2 separate regions of the Mus musculus genome follow, and region 2 is linked to region 1. The links are chromatin contacts, called in public promoter capture Hi-C maps. All regions are on one chromosome and are shown on one strand. Each heading gives the region's core, a stretch centred on a gene start, on an enhancer-like site or on the middle of the called end of the contact. The rest is flanking DNA. Distances are from core to core; before and after follow the strand shown. Region 1 overlaps Nsmce1 (NSE1 homolog, SMC5-SMC6 complex component). Region 2 overlaps Gtf3c1 (general transcription factor III C 1).

The links. Capture Hi-C pulls out chosen DNA fragments and counts their contacts.
Region 2: a promoter capture Hi-C map of liver shows a contact between it and region 1. The contact joins two enhancer-like sites. A contact is called at or near these places in 2 of 39 promoter capture datasets (embryonic stem cells and hematopoietic stem and progenitor cells), 2 of 15 datasets of contacts at CTCF or cohesin (CD8 T cells and large pre-B cells), 81 of 484 Hi-C or Micro-C datasets (the AML12 cell line, B cells, the BV-2 cell line and 55 more), 13 of 115 datasets of contacts at active chromatin or transcription factors (the 230-238 cell line, the HPC-7 cell line, acute myeloid leukemia and 8 more) and 4 of 9 other capture datasets (adipose tissue, embryonic stem cells, liver and 1 more).

Annotation. Positions count from the first base shown.
Region 1 is chr7:125,470,375-125,473,640 of GRCm38.p6, reverse strand. It overlaps Nsmce1 (NSE1 homolog, SMC5-SMC6 complex component), which reads left to right. Exons shown (of 8, transcript NM_026330.4): 3 at 1,412-1,533; 4 at 1,689-1,766; 5 at 2,382-2,528. Among named protein-coding and RNA genes, the nearest start is that of Nsmce1, 19 kb to the left of the region's middle. Within about 2 kb of position 1,535, at least 173 of the 459 cell types and tissues checked have an H3K27ac peak or open chromatin away from gene starts, as enhancers often do. A contact at or near this core is called in liver, where this site is marked.
Region 2 is chr7:125,656,335-125,659,419 of GRCm38.p6, reverse strand. It overlaps Gtf3c1 (general transcription factor III C 1), which reads left to right. Exons shown (of 37, transcript NM_207239.1): 24 at 206-363; 25 at 1,792-1,934. Among named protein-coding and RNA genes, the nearest start is that of Gtf3c1, 50 kb to the left of the region's middle. Within about 2 kb of position 1,714, at least 5 of the 459 cell types and tissues checked have an H3K27ac peak or open chromatin away from gene starts, as enhancers often do. A contact at or near this core is called in liver, where this site is marked.

The sequences.
Region 1 (3,266 bases), core at 286-2,785:
TTAACTTGGATTTATTAAACAAAGGGACAAAGAGCCACTGCAGCACATGTATGTTGCTATTACTGTGAACCCATGAGTCTGGGTCTTTGTTTGCCCTTAATGTTGCATGTCTTCCCCTGCTACCAATATTACCTTTTGTCTTTTAAGCTGGCTTTATTTTTGTTACACAGTGTTAGAAATGCCCACTTTCTGTAGGAAGTGAGACTGACCCTTTAGATGAGTCTTCTTTCTAGTGCAAGCCTTAGTAAGCTTAGTAACATAAATGGTGGCATGGTGTCTGTTTCTGTTTTTGTTTTTCCTGCAGTTTTTTTCTCAGTGGTTCTGTTTTTTGTTTTTTTTTCTTTATTTAAAATTTTTTTTTGCTTGTTTTTTTTTTGTTTTGTTTTGTTTTTTTTCATGACAGGGTTTCTCTGTGTCGCCCTGGCTGTCCCTAAACTCAGTCTGCAGACCAGGCTGCCTGTTAAACTCTGAGGCCTACCTGTGCCTCCCGAGTGCTGGCGTTAAAAGGCGTGAGCTACCACTGCTGGGCTTCCCAAAGTAACTCTAAAGTATAAATCCTTTGACATTATTTTAATAAGTGAAAACAGGTATACTCTGGTCTTGAAAGTATCACACTGCAGATCGGTAATTCTAGTGTATGAAGCTGGCCGTATGCCTTCACTGTGTTAGAGCAGGTTCTGTAGCCGACAGAGGGGCTGACTCTCCAAGCTGGGATGTGTAACACATGCCCTCTCCCTTTGCATCCTTTCCTGGTCTTTCTCACCAGCTGTTAGTATCTGTTCACCCAAGCCCCCTGCTTCTGGACCTTTTCCCCTCCTCAGACTCATGGCTCTCAAAAAGGTCCCTGTTGGTGGCCTCCTGATGGCTGGTGGCCTCCTGATGGTGGCATAGCAGGAGCTTCCGCTAGAGCCAGGCTCCCACAGTTCACACCGTCTCTGCCTGTGCTCAGAGCTGCCAGGGCCCGAGAAGGGCCAGTGGGAGGACACTTGGGCAATAGCTGCTTGGATTATGCTTAGAACAGGGCCTCTTCTGCTGTGAGTGCCTCACTTACCCTGTTGTGGCTCAGGCCTGGGCTGGCCCAAGGCCTTCAGATGTGTCCTGGCTAGCTTTCTAGGAGGAGGGAGCTGTGGAGGGCCACTGGTGCAGCATGAAGCCTTGGGGAAGAGGAAGGAAGGCTACTGTCTCAGTGGTCTGAGATAACAATCTTGTCCGCCTTTCTGCCTCACTACACCATCTGTCTCAGCTTATCTTTGAGCACTCCGGGAAGAAAGAAACCACAATATTGGCATTGGCCCAAGAAAGCCAAAACATTTCTGTTGGGGCTGCTAGTGTGGTCAGGGGCCAGAGATTGAAACAGGCTGTGTGTGCTTTTTCGACGAATCCACTCCCATCCCTGCCTGCTTATTTCCAGGAAATGCGACTGTAGATAAGCTGGAGGACTTCATCAACAACATCAACAGTGTCCTGGAGTCTCTGTATATTGAGATAAAGAAAGGAGTCACGGAAGATGATGGGAGACCCATTTATGCACTGGTATGCGAGGCAGCGCCCTCTAGTGGCATTTTGAGAAACTGGCTCAGAGGGCTCTGCAGTGGCTCGTGCGGGACCCATGCTTCTGAGAGAGGGGTGAGAAAGTGATCAGCTTTGTGGTGGACACGTGGCCTGATCCTTATGTGGTTTATTTTTAGGTGAATCTTGCTACAACTTCAGTTTCCAAAATGGCTACGGATTTTGCAGAGAACGAGCTGGATCTGTTTAGAAAGGCTGTGAGTACAGTACTCATTGCTACCATATGCAGCGTTTCTAACGGGAGGAAATAGAAACGGCAATTGTGGAGGCCACTGTCATGCTTCCCAGCTTCCTGGGTCTCACAGGGAGTGACAGGCCTTAAGCTACCTGTCAAACAGAGCACCTGAGAACTCGTGGGAGTGCATGGGTCCCAGTCCCTGGCCCAGAATGCTCCAAACCCAGCCCTGCACTTTAATGAGGCGCTCACTGGACGGTTTGTCCAAGCTTTGTAGCAGTGTGCTCAGCCCATGTGCCACACACCTGGCTAAGACGTTCTGAGTCCTGGGAGCACATAGCAGCTCTGGGGAAGGTGGGAAAGGAGCGCCCCTCTCCAGTTTCAGCTTGACTGGGCCCATCGAGGCAGGTAGACTTTCTAGTTTAACCATTTTGTGGTGCTCCTAGGCTGTCTACAGTGTGTGGAGAATAAAGCTAGGACAAGGGCCACAACCTGTGTGCACATTGGATACCTAGCACCTGTCGTAGGGATGTGCCTGGTGTGGGTCCATGCAGCTTCTCCTACCAGGGCTGGCTGGAGGCTTAGGTGTCGAGTTTGTTATTCAAATAGATGAATAAGGCACCTCTTTCTCTTGCAGCTGGAACTGATCGTTGACTCAGAAACTGGCTTTGCTTCTTCTACAAACATTTTGAACCTAGTTGATCAACTCAAAGGGAAAAAGATGAGGAAGAAGGAGGCCGAGCAGGTGCTGCAGAAGTTTGTGCAGAGCAAGTGGTTGATTGAGGTACCCTGGGGCCTCCCCGTTCACTCAGGAGTGCACAGTCTGTGTGCTAGCAGTTGAGCCCGGCCTGTCTGTGGGCCCTTCTCTATTGTAAGCTTTCCATGACCTCTGAGAGGAGAGCCTGTGTTCCCTGACTTTCACATGGTCTGTCTTAAGTGCTGCAGCCACAAGTGGAAGAGGCTGGAATCAATGGAAGGCTTATCAGATGCCTTTCAGAATGAAGTTGCTGGCTGTCCCTTCTGTAGACAGCTTGGAGCTGCTGCAAGCGTTTTCTTTTTTGTTGTTTGTTTGTTTTGTTTTGTTTTTTTTTCAAGGCAGGGTTTCTCTGTGTAGCCCTGGCTGTTCTGGAACTTACTCTGTAGACCGGGCTGGCCTCGAACTAAGAATTCTGCCTGCCTCTGCCTCCCAAAGAATGCTGGGATTAAAGGTGTGTGCCACCACTGCTCAGCTTTTTTTTTTTTTTTTTTTGGCTGCAAGGGTTTAATGGGAGTCCTGAAAAAAATCTGTGAGCTGTTGTGGAGGGGAGCATGGAGGCCCTCCACCTTGCCACCCATCAGCCCCTCAATCTTCTCAGTCCTGTCACTGGGTATCCCTTGAGTTCTCGTTCACCATGTATCTGGTGAAGGAAGGCACAGGCTCAGGCAGTAGGGGTCGCGGTTGGGAGAGCACCTCTGGGCTCCTCCACTTTCTGGGCAGGGCTGCTGTGAGTTCTGTAGGGGCCCCACTGAAGGATTGTTGACC
Region 2 (3,085 bases), core at 465-2,964, 190 kb before region 1:
CTCACCTGAACCCATGATACTCAGCCAAAGAAAATGGGTAAAAGAGCTGTCAGAAGATGGTGAACCCTTCATGGTTTGCTTGTTTGGAGCTGGGCATTATCTAGTAGCTGGCAGGCTTGGTCACTTCTTAACAGTGTAGTTGGGGAAGAAAAGCTAGCTCAAGCCAGTTGCTGAAGGACCCTCTCCTTTCTTCTTGTGTTTCTAGGAGAGCATCCAGAAGCCAAAAGCAAAAAGCTACGCTACCAAGATGAGGCTGACCAGAACGCCCTCCGGATGATGACCCGGCTGCGTGTCTCTTGGTCCATGCAGGAGGATGGGCTGCTAATGCTCTGCCGGATCGCCAGCAACGTCCTCAACACCAAGGTACCTCCATCACCCCCGTCCCCTGGGAGCATCCCCGTCCCCTGGGAGCAGCCCTTTGCTAGATTTTGAGAGGTGTGGCTCTGAACTTGTTTCCCATTCCTAGAGGCTGCCCAGAAAAGCATTTCCCAGAATCCCATGCACTTATACTACCAGCCTACATTTCTCCTAGCCTTCAGACGCATGTGCACTTCTGCCTGGCTGCAGTGGAGTAGGTCAAGCCATTTTGCTCTTGTCTGCCCATTCATTCTATGTTGTCTGCCTGTAGAGGCTTGGTGTCTTCTGTACCGTGAACCATTGCTTTCTGCCTTGGCTCTGCAGTTGTGGTACCCATGGACTCTGGAGTAGCTGTCCCCTAAGGCAGAGACACTTGACATTTGTTTTGCTGGCCATAGCCCTATGCTCTGTGTTCCAGACTCACTGTAACTTCCCTGCTTACCCTTCGTTGCTTCTCGTGGTGACAGGCTCCACAGCTCAGCCAGCGTTGCCTGGCTTCACATTCCGACAGCACCTCGGGACCCCGGCTCTCCTTGCTGCCAGCATGCTGTGCAGCCAGGCATGAGCACACTCATGCTTCTTTCCAGAGGGCAGCAGGACATGAGCTCCATGTCAGCAGGGTCAGGGCCCCGGCAGGCAGTGATGCCAACAGGGACAGCAGGCCTAAGAGCTGACTGTCCTCATCACCAGCACAGCAGCCAGGAGAAGCCATTTGTCTCTAACCCTTGTACCCCACCCTCTCCTAAATCTCATCCCTACTTTTCCTAAGGAAGATAGAGGGTGCCCATTACCACCCTGAACTCTATCTGCTACCTCTCACGTGGCTCTTTATTGCAATGCTGGTGGCGAGGAATGCCTCTCCTCCCTCATCACGTAGCCAACCATTCTTCACTAGAACTTGCTGACATCTTATTAGAGTTAGAAATGTCACCTGTCTTTGAGTCCCTTCCTGTGTGTTTTCTGACATGTCCTGAGTCTGCATCTTAGTTCATTTCTACCACTGTGGATGCTGCAGATGCTCATGATACAGAATGTGTCAGTCTTTAAAACTCTACCTCTCCAGCAAGGTGATGAATACCTTTGATCCTAGGAGTCAGGAGTTCCAGGCCAGCCCTGACCACACAAGAGAGAACCCTATCTCAATGTGAAAAAAAAGAAAGAAAGACTACCATACCAAAGCACATTTACTCTTAACTTTACCTGATACTAAGACCCCCCTCTCAGTGCTTGTCAGAACACACAGCTCCATATGATGTTGAGGGCTTGACCTCTTTTCCTGTACTGGCACAGGGTAGGTAGGCAAACATGAAGTGAGCACTTTGACCTCCTTGGGGAAACAGGCTCCCAGGATACATTCGTTCCCAATCCTTTCTGTTAGCTGTCCTGAAAATGGACTCTGCAGATACTAACTGTCACACTCTATATTTGAACTAGGTGAAAGGACCATTTGTCACCTGGCAGGTCGTGCGGGACATTTTGCATGCTACCTTTGAAGAGTCTTTGGATAAAACCTCTCACTCGGTTGGACGAAGAGCTCGCTACATAGTCAAAAATCCCCAGGCTTTCATGAACTACAAGTAAGCCATATTCACAGCTAGGCTGTGCCGAGGCCCGTGTTCCAGCACTCCACCCTTTCTCCTCCTTCACTCACTGCTCAGACTCGGGTGTGGAGTCCAGAATCTGGAAGTGGTTCTGAGCATTTCCATGTACACGATCTTATAGCTCACCCTTGGGAGCAGATGCAGAGCAAGGCTCTCAAGGCTGCTGGTTCACTATGCGTCTGCCCTAGTTATCCCCATACAGAGGTGAGGGACACTGACTGATGCTGCTGTGATCAGAGCAGTCCTAGGAACTCTTCGTAGAGCTTACTCTTGGGAGAAGCATGACAGACTGAGGATCACTCAGCAAAACACACTGTATCCCCTTGGCAGGACTGGTTGCCCCCAGATACTTTTAGGTGGGGCCCAGGTCTTAATGGGGACAGCAGGTACCCAGGAATCACAAAGCATTTTCTTGGCTGCGAAGTCAACCTACTATCTCCTTATAGGCCTTCTGGCCCTTCCCCAGGGGACTAAGGAGGGAGAGCCAGAGAGATTCTGTGAAGTTGGGAGATACCTACAGAGGCCTACAGCATGCTACCAGTGCAAGAATCGGGTAGGGTGGGAGGAGGGACAGAAGAATCTCTTATATAGTTCTTGTTCCAGATCAGACAGGGAGCCTGGGCACATCGTGACTCTGCACTGCAAGTCAGCTACAGTCACAGGCCACGGAATGACCAGCCCCGTGGGTCTCCACACTACATGCCTAGGGCCTTTTTCTATGAAGCTGCTTGTTCTTATTTGTAGAATGTTCTTGTTTCCTACCTGAATGAATTTTCTCTGAAGGAAAAATATCCACCTAGTCCCATTCTTCAGAAGAGGAAACACCAGAGAGGTGTGTCAAGGTGATAGAGAGTTGGCAGAGAATGAAGTCTGAAGCTTGGACTGCCTAATCCCAGCATAGCCCGGGACAAAGAAAGAAAAAGGGCGGGGGGGGGGGGGGGGGGGGCGGGGGAGGCTTCAAGGTCAGCAGGCCGGGGTTCTGTCCTCCTGTGTCTGTCTCCTGGACTGTGTCCTGGGGATGGGGTCATGTGCTCACCTGGAAGTAGGATTAAAAAAAAAAAAAAACAAGCCAAGGTCAGCTATCTCTGCCTAAGCCTTTCCTTTCCCTGACAGCAGACATGGTAGGC